Linked DNA regions of Cricetulus griseus: region 1 is linked to region 2. A link is a contact called in public Hi-C data. All regions are on one chromosome and are shown on one strand. The core of a region is the stretch at or near the end of the contact, and the rest is flanking DNA. Distances in the headings are between cores, read along the strand shown. Region 1 overlaps Egflam (pikachurin). Region 2 holds the start of Lifr (leukemia inhibitory factor receptor).

Region 1 (4,257 bases), core at 1,277-3,776, 92 kb after region 2:
TACTGGTCTAGCATGCAAGGGCTCTGAGCTATTTGACTGGGAGCAGCTGAGTCCTTATACAACTGGCTCCAGGCAGATCTGCAAGCTATGGCACAGAACAGCACAAAGCTAACAGCTCTCTTAAGGTCAGGGGTGGGGGTGGGGGTATGTCACCACACTCAGGATGTAGGTGCATCCAATTCCTTCTGCCTCACAAACTGGAACATTGGAAACCCCAGGGGCAAGTCATATTCTTCCAGGCCCTTTGACCAGAAAAGTTTGGAGTGCTTATAATGAATGGGGTTGTTTGGAAGACTAACGCCTTCAAGTTTATTTGCTTTGTTTTGTTCTTGTCTCTATGTTTATTTCATATGCCCCTCTCCACCCCTAGTCTATGGGGAGAATTTTTATCTGTTATGAAAGAGAGTGATGCTGAGAAACTGACATCCAGGGAATAAGCAAACTGCTGTGCTGGCCCATTACCTCTTGAGGATATTTGGATTGTCATAGATCAGGTAACTGCGGCCGATGAACTGAGGGATCTCGATGGCTTCTGTAATAGCTGAGACAGAAGAGAAAATTAAGGTTATGAGGCATGCAGCCCTCTTGACCTCTACACCCTTACACATGTCAGTAACATGGCAGGAAAGCTATCCATGGAATGTGACATTTGACAATTTGTCAGCCCCTTCCTCTTGGCTGTGTATGTACTGGCCTGGCTCACAGCAGCCTGGTCCAGTGGCCTGGCAATGGTTTCTCCCCTTTCTCCCTTCTCTGGGGGCCGGCGGTTGCTGTCACTGGCCTTGGCACTGCTGAGAAGGCTTTGCAATGTGATGAAACTTGAACTGTCCCCAGTGTTTCTTGGAAGCTGGAGGAGAGCCATGTGGAGAGCAGCTGGGGATAATCCCAGAGTTTTGCCAAGGGAGGCAGAGACAGTCATCCCCAAACAAGTCCCAATGGGGTTGTGGGGTTCTTTACTTAGAGCTTATCTACTATCTATGGAACCCCTGTAGCTCTGATGTGGAGAGAGTGGGGAGTGTGGTATATCAGCTCTGACTCTTCAGTCAGACACATGAGGTCTTACAAAGCCCTCACCCGAACTCATGTAGAAACACAGAGTGAGGCAGGCCTAGCTATTCCTATTTCAGGATGGTGAAAATGAGGGTCAGAAAGGGCCCAGAATTAGCCCAAGCTCCTCCAGCTAAGACTGCAGCAGACCCTGAACCAGAGTGGCTGGCCTCATTCTGGCTCCTGCCCATCCCTTACTTCCCAGTACTTTAGAAGTGAATCTCCTTCCTCCCAATTTCTCATCACTTGCTTTCCCCAAGGAATCACCTTTTTTTTTTTTTTTTCACATCAAAAGAACAGGCATGAGGACAGGCATGTGTGCTGTCACAAACTGGATACACAGGCAGAGGGGATTTCTGCTGGAGAAATAACCACACCACCTCCTTCCTCTTTGGAAAGAGACAGGGGAAACAGCTTAAAGAAACCACGGTAGAATGAATCTCACATTCACAAAGCAAAACAAAAGTGTGTAAAATGAAAGAATAACTAGCTGGTGAAATATTTACAGCTTCAAGAAAACACGTGGTTGATACCAAGAAGACGTGACATAACGACTCCACACCCAGGAAAGAAAATGTATCACGTGATGCTATGGACAATGGGGAGAGTTTAAATTTTACTTTTAAACCGAGAGAGAGAGAGAGAGAGAGAGAGAGAGAGAGAGAGAGAGAGAGAGAATGAGAGAGAAAGGTTAGTAGATAGGCAGCCACTGGGACAGGAAAGGGGAGACACATGAACTGGGAAAGCTAAAGAAGTGAAGCAAAAAGGGGAAGAATGATCTCCCAGAGCTGGGAGCAGTGGTGATGGGGTATGGAGGTAGAGTGCAAGGTGAAGGAAGAGGAGGAAGGAGGAGGCAGAAGAGGAGGGGGAGGGAGCTCTTGGTAGAGGAACCAGTCCCTTATTTCAGGAACTGTGTGCTGATAAGGAAGTAGAAGGAGAGTGCCCAAGCTGACTGGCATAGGAGTCTGGCCCTGGCCTAAACATAACCAAGAAGGCCCCAGTGGGCTCCGCTCACTCCAGGGTGAGAGGTACAGCCAGGTCCTGTTGCTGCTGTTGTTGGCCCTGTCTGTTGGCCTGTGTCTGACAGCCATCCTTCTCTTTGGACTTCTTAAAATGGTCCTGGTGTTTTTGTCACAAGTTAGCTCTACGAACAGAGCCTCAGGAGATGCCTGTGTGTAGGAGCTAAGTCCAGCTGCCTGCCAGCTAGAACCCCCCAACTCAGCACTCTCTGACACACAACTAGGAGAAAGCCAGCTTGGGGTCCTCCACTCTGGAAGGCAGATCCATTGAACCTTGGTTGGTGTGTCTGATGCCCCCACCCCATCTCCCTTCTGCCTGCAGTTGGCTGCTCTGAGCTCTTGGCCTGACCCGAGCTGGCAGGCTCTGGCAGAAGCCCAGGTGGTTCGCTCTCTCCCAGGACTTAGTACTGTACTTACTATTGAGGCAGTAGTTCCCACACTCTGCCAGGTGCCAGCATGAAAGAGAAAGGGAGAGTTAGCACTCACAGACATTGTACTCTACATGGCTCACTGGGAACCAGACCAGCCTGCTTCACAAAGCCCTTTTGTGGATCCAGAAGAGAGTGGAGGATGGGTTGCTGCAAGAGCCCCTGGAAGTTTCTTCAGGGCATGACTAGTGTTGTTCCCCCTTGGATTTTATTGCATTTGAGGGTTACTGAGAACTAAGGATAGGATACGTTCATGTTCATCCTAAGCTGCCAAGACTCCACCTTCAACCCACCTTTCTACTATGTCTGGAAAAATGCTTGTGACTATTTTTCAGCATCAGGCTGTGCATAATCAAGGGACAATAAGGCAACCAGTCACACATTCACCCATTGCCCTTTGCAGGATTCTGTAACCAGCCTTCTTGTGATTAACTAAGGGCAGAGTATTCTCCAGAAACCACACCAATAAGGTCCATGACAATGCCCTCAATTTAGTCAGTGCACACAGGCATGCAGGTAAAAAGCCATTCCATTCAAAAACACCAGCTCCAGGCGTGACCATCAAGTCTATTTCCCAACCTTCATGGTTTAAATTTTATTATAAACAAGTTTATATTTAAACCTAACCTTTAGACCTGACCTTTTCTGTGTTCTTTCTTTTGTAGCAATGGCCTGACTCATGTATTAATGAAAATGTCTTGGCATTCCTTCACATCTATGTGCTAAAGCAGGTGCCATCAGGTGGTGTCAGAACTGCCAAAGAAGAACAGCATTCCACATGCAAGTTCCACCCCCAACCCCCACCCGAGAGAATCTCCCACTTGAGAGATTTAGAGTTTTGGGGAAAAAAAGAGTTGAAAAAACAGCTCTTTCTTGCAACACACTCAATTGAAGTTGGACAGAGAGGACCATGAGGATGTCATAGACTCACTATCTCAATATCCAGGAGGCTAGTAGGCAGCACTGCTTCTTGGTACACCTCAGGGCCAGGGAACAATGAGACTGGTCAACTGGTCTACCATCAGGGCAGACTACACGCTTCTGGGGCAGTTTACTTGGTACATAATTCTTTGGTGTATAGGTTGAGAACATCCAATCCCCATAAACTCTAAAGCTTTTTTAATACCAACACCTGGAAAACTGCACACTTGAGGTCATGGCATGGGGTCATACTGAAAAGGTGGGCAAGGTAAAAATGCTGCAGAAAATTGCTTCTCATTTCTACATGAAGGGTATTTATTGGAAACACAAATAACCCTCATATTTAGATTTGGGTCCTTGTCAAGGTATCTCTTTATATGTATGTAAATATTCCAAACTCAAAAAAAAATATACTGTAATTGGAAATGTTTTTGGTCCCAAGAACTCTGGATAAGGTCTATACAACCTAATTTAGAAGCTACAATATATAGAAACAAATAAAAACCTTTGTCTATCCAACTAGACCTGCAACTAACTGAAGATCGGAGTAGCTCAAACACTCTCATTTTTTCAGTGTTTAATGATATACCATCCTATGAAAATAAATTCCCAGCGGTTTGCATGAATCGCAGGTTTTAGTAACAAGTTTTTAAGAATATAGTCTTTAAAAAGTGGGGTTTGTATCTACTGAAGCAGTTTTCTCACATAATGAAACAACAAAAAAAGATTTTTTTTAATCACCCAAATCAGCTCTAGCAATCAATATACGAATCTGCTAAGTTCGGCATAAAATATCCAAGTGCTAAACTTGTGTTAGATCAGCATTGTTCAGGCAGGATGGA
Region 2 (4,299 bases), core at 1,448-3,947:
ATTCTTAAACACAAAGTAATTAAATGAGAAGGAATTCAGGGAGTATTTACACTTCGGCATCTCACTGTCTCATTCCTATTCAATTTCAGCTTGCCATATAACCTACACTTTCACTTCTAAGTAGGTGATTTACCTCTGTTTTATTATTTATTTGACAGACATTTATGGAGATGTACCAGGCTCTTTGTAGTATACAATTTAAGTAGCAAATGAACATCATCAAATTTCATGAAAATGCAAATAGTAGATATTATATGGAGTGGTATTTGGAAAGAAAACTGGTTCCTGAAAAGGTATATAAAAATGGGGTCCATCCATGGCACTTACAATATAAGGTGTAATTCTTTAAGAATTCATACTGGCTAATTTACATCTTTATACAATACATAAAAGGAATTTACTCTGGCCATCACCGATTGCAGAATCTTATCAAATGCTCCCAGATGAGTTATGGATTGGTCATATCCAATATTGCTAGCATATTTTAAAGCAAATATTACCTACTATTTTATATAAATGTAATATAATGTAAGTTAAAACCTGTGATTTCTCACAGAGAAGTGTGCATACTGCAACTCTTCCAAGCATTCCTCAGTGTAATCCAGGTATTATGGTATTCCTAACAAGCTGTGATAAATGCCCAAGTTCTTACCTGTGAAATGGACACACAAGGCAGGTTTTCTATGATGCACAAGCTTGTGGGTAGATTTTCTTGGCCCCTATACAAGAAAACTTTGGCAACATGTTTGTGTGATCATGTGTTTTTGTACACTTTGTAAAAGTAAGATAGTTTAACCACTGTGGGCTGAGACAGAGGTCCCTTTCCAGCTGGATGTCCACTTAGTTCCACCGGGTGCTGAGGGCTGCTGGAGCAGGTTGGACACACTGATTTGTTTTGTTTTGTTTTCTGGTTTAAGAGGACCACCCAAACTGCATAAATTTCAGGCCCCACAAAAACCTGCATCTGCTCCTACATGTGGGAACAGAACCCAGTTCACAGGTGTGCTGTAAGGATTAAATAGTGAATGCATGTGGAGAAAACAAGGCCACAGGGGTCAGCATTTTGTGTGAGGGGAAAATCATGATGCTGTCATGTTGTCTGGGGTTTAAATTTTTCCCATGGAAAAGGATTCCACAGTCTTGGGCAACAAGGATGTGCCATGATTTTCTTAGGCTCTAGATATCTTTTTGAGTCTCTTTAGCTATTACAAATTTAAACATTGTATTTTGTGGACCTTTAAGTACGAAGACAGAAATATTAATGTATATTAGAACACTTAAATCTATTTTCTCTTCTGACTTCAAAACAAATGAAAATACGTTTGTTGGCTCCTAGTTCTGTGAGCCATAGGTGCTGTGTCTAATGGAAAAGACAGGATTTGCCAATAGGAGTAAAAAGTTTCTCAAGCTGTGGAAAAGAAGGAGGATAAAGAAAAAGCAATTATGTTACAGCTTAAATGGGGAGGGGGAAGCACCCAGACTAGAAACAGCCATATGGACAGCAGGAGGCAGTGTTCCAAATAGGCAATTTAATGGAGGTGGCCACTCAGACACGCTTAGTAATCTTTTAAATTTTTTTGGAAGATAATATTGTTTAAGGAACTTATTTTTCACACAGTGTATTTTCAGGTGTTTTGTTGCCCGCTTTAGAGTTAAATTATTAACAGGGAATCTTTTTTAGAAAATAAGTTCATCCTGCCAATTTACAAATTGCTCTAGATTCTAGAGTCTAGAATTTCAGGCAAAGGTCTCTCACAAACTCTTTGGCCTTGGTGCATCAGATAAGTCACAGATCAAAACAAACTCCCTGTGAAAGGTGTGTCTGCAGAGTCTTGTGACTGCGTGCCAGTGGCTCTGTCTGGCACATTTCTGAACTTCGCAAAATTAATTGTGCTAAAGAGAACACCATCAAACGCGTCCGGCACAGAGGGTAAACATCTTCAAACCATGATTCTGCGCTATAAAACACTCTCCTACTAATTTCATTTGGTGCATTACTCTGAAGGAACACCGAGGCCAAGTGAAACTGCGGAAATAGGAACAATGCAGGGAGGAAAAAATCTCACCCCATTAAGGGATCCGTTTCTTCTCTGCACAAATAAGCCCACCACGCCTCGGAGGCACGACTAGATGGCTCCAGGATGTTCTCAGAATGCCCGCGCGGGCCCCTCATGAGCTGAGAGATCCATGCGCCAAGAAGGAAGGGGACCTGAGTGACAGCACCTTGGCCCTCGGGACAGTTTAGGTAACTCACAAAATCGAAAAAAATCTTAGCCAACCGAGGTGCCTTGGGCAGTCATTGGCGTCCGTGTGCATTTTTGGGGTGACCCCGGTTTCCTTCTCCATGCAAGGTTTGCAAAGAACAGTGACAGAGGTATGGGTGCCGGGCTGGTTCCCTCAGGGCCGCCTGGGCTCCGCCGGCCTTTCCTGAGGCTTTGCACCGGCAGGGCCGCCGCGCTCTCTCCGAGGCTCGGTGACCTTGCAAGGCTGGCCGCACGACCCGAGTCTCAGCAGAGGCACCACCCTGGGCGTCGAGCCCGCGCGCGACCGAGCGGCTCCGACTCACGCGCGGCCTCGCGGGCCCGCGCCCCGTGCGCGCGGCAGGGCTGGCGCAGGGAGGGGGTACGGGGAACGCGGGGCGGGGCCTAGGCGGGGCCTAGGGGCTGCGCCCCCCGCCAAGCTTCTTGCTGGCGCCGCCCCCGGGCGCGCAGTCCGCGCCGGAGCGTCTCGGCTGTGGCCGCGGCCGTTATCGTCGCCTGGCGCTGCGGTGGCTCTTGGGGTTGGAGAGGGCAGCGGCGGCCCGTCGTCGGTGGCCGCTGGAGTGGGCCTGCTAGGGGACAGGGACGCCGGAACGGTGGCTGTTGTTGGCCGGCTTCTTCGCGATTGCAGTCCCGGGTTGCAGGGTCCGGGCTGCCCCGGGGCGGTGGCCAGCTGGGATGGCAAGATAGCGGCGCGGGAACGGCGGGTGAGTGCGGGGGCGCGGCGCGGCAGCCTGGAGCGCGTGCGGGGGGCGCGTCCCCGGCTCTGGGGCAGCGCTGCTCGGGCTCGCGCCCTCCCTACCAGCTTAGGGTCAATCCTGGTGCCTGCGTGGGCGCGGACTGCACCGAGCCGAACTTGTGCGGAGCGAAGGGCAGTGAGTTCCAAGGCCAGAGGTTACCAGGGGACGGTAAGGACCTTTAATTCCCCATTTGGAGCTGCGACCTGCCAGATGATTTCTTGCCTCTGAACCTCTGTGCCTCAGCAAAGTAGTTCCTCGTCCTTTCTGTTTTTACGGTGCGTTTGACTGACTGACCTGTCTGTGTTTCTAGTTGCTTGTGTCCGATCGCGCTAAACTTATTAAACCACAAGTTAAAGTGTAGGCGAGCAAAGTTAAGGCTTCCTGATTGGTGGCATTAGTGATGTGTTCTCTAAAAGCACAAAGCTGGGATGGTGAATTCAGACACGTAGAAAACTGCTCAGAATGTGTTGTGAACTTACAGGAGAGCTTGAGTAATGTGATTCTGTCCCCGGTCTTCAGCTGCCAAAACACCAGTCTTTCCTTTACACTTGGGTTATCGTTGTATCCATTTTTGTATGTGTGTTTAAAGCAGTCAGAGATTGATAGGACACGTACACCGTTATTGACTGGCATTTATATGGAAATGTGTTCTTTGCATTTAACTTTGTTTTTCCATAAAGTATATATTGTTTTTATTTTTCAGAAAAACTTTCAGTTTAAACTTTGCCATTCAATTTGTTTTCAGTTGCATATTCAACAAAATTGCTTAGAGTCAAGTTGATGTGATCTATTTAGCCTGGGGTGCAAAAGCGGTGCCCAGGCCGGGCAGTGGCGGTGCATGCCTTTAATCCCAACATTTGGGAGGCAAAGGCAGGTGGAGCTCAGTGAGTTTGAGACCAGCTTGGTCTACAAAGCGAGCTCCAGGTCAGGACTGTTACACAGAAAAACCCTGTCTCAGGAAAAATAAATAAATAAAAAAATGGTGCCCACATATTTAAAGCAACCCCCCACCCCCACCTCAATGAAAAACTAAAGCATTTGTTTATTGCAACTGATGCTCTCCCCCTCTTCCCCTTACGCCATTATTTCTACACGGATCCAAAGTCATACTGAACTAGTCATACTGCATCTAGTCATACTAGAAGCAGAGGCTTCTTCTAGTCTAAGCCTGGTTGAGGAAAGCAGAGTTCAGCGCGGCCTGTGCTCCTTGTTTCTTTCTCGGACTTTTCTGTCTTCCATCGAAGCTCCTTTGGAGGCTTCACTGCAGAATTTTAAGCGCAGTTTAAACAGGAGGCCTGTGC

Evidence for each region. Hi-C and Micro-C count contacts between places; a contact is called where the count stands out from the background.
Region 1: a Hi-C map of the CHO-K1 cell line shows a contact between it and region 2, with 3 times the contacts expected there. The contact joins the enhancer-like site here to the promoter of Lifr in region 2. A contact is called at or near these places in 3 of 8 Hi-C or Micro-C datasets (the CHO-K1 cell line, fibroblasts and liver).

What each region holds. Positions count from the first base shown.
Region 1 is chr2:340,958,090-340,962,346 of CriGri-PICRH-1.0, forward strand. It overlaps Egflam (pikachurin), which reads right to left. Exons shown (of 23, transcript XM_035440594.1): 18 at 2,484-2,507; 19 at 463-541. Among named protein-coding and RNA genes, the nearest start is that of Lifr, 91 kb to the left of the region's middle. Within about 2 kb of position 2,527, at least 2 of the 6 cell types and tissues checked have open chromatin away from gene starts, as enhancers often do.
Region 2 is chr2:340,866,305-340,870,603 of CriGri-PICRH-1.0, forward strand. Lifr (leukemia inhibitory factor receptor) reads left to right here and starts at 2,698. Exons shown (of 20, transcript XM_027401338.2): 1 at 2,698-2,965.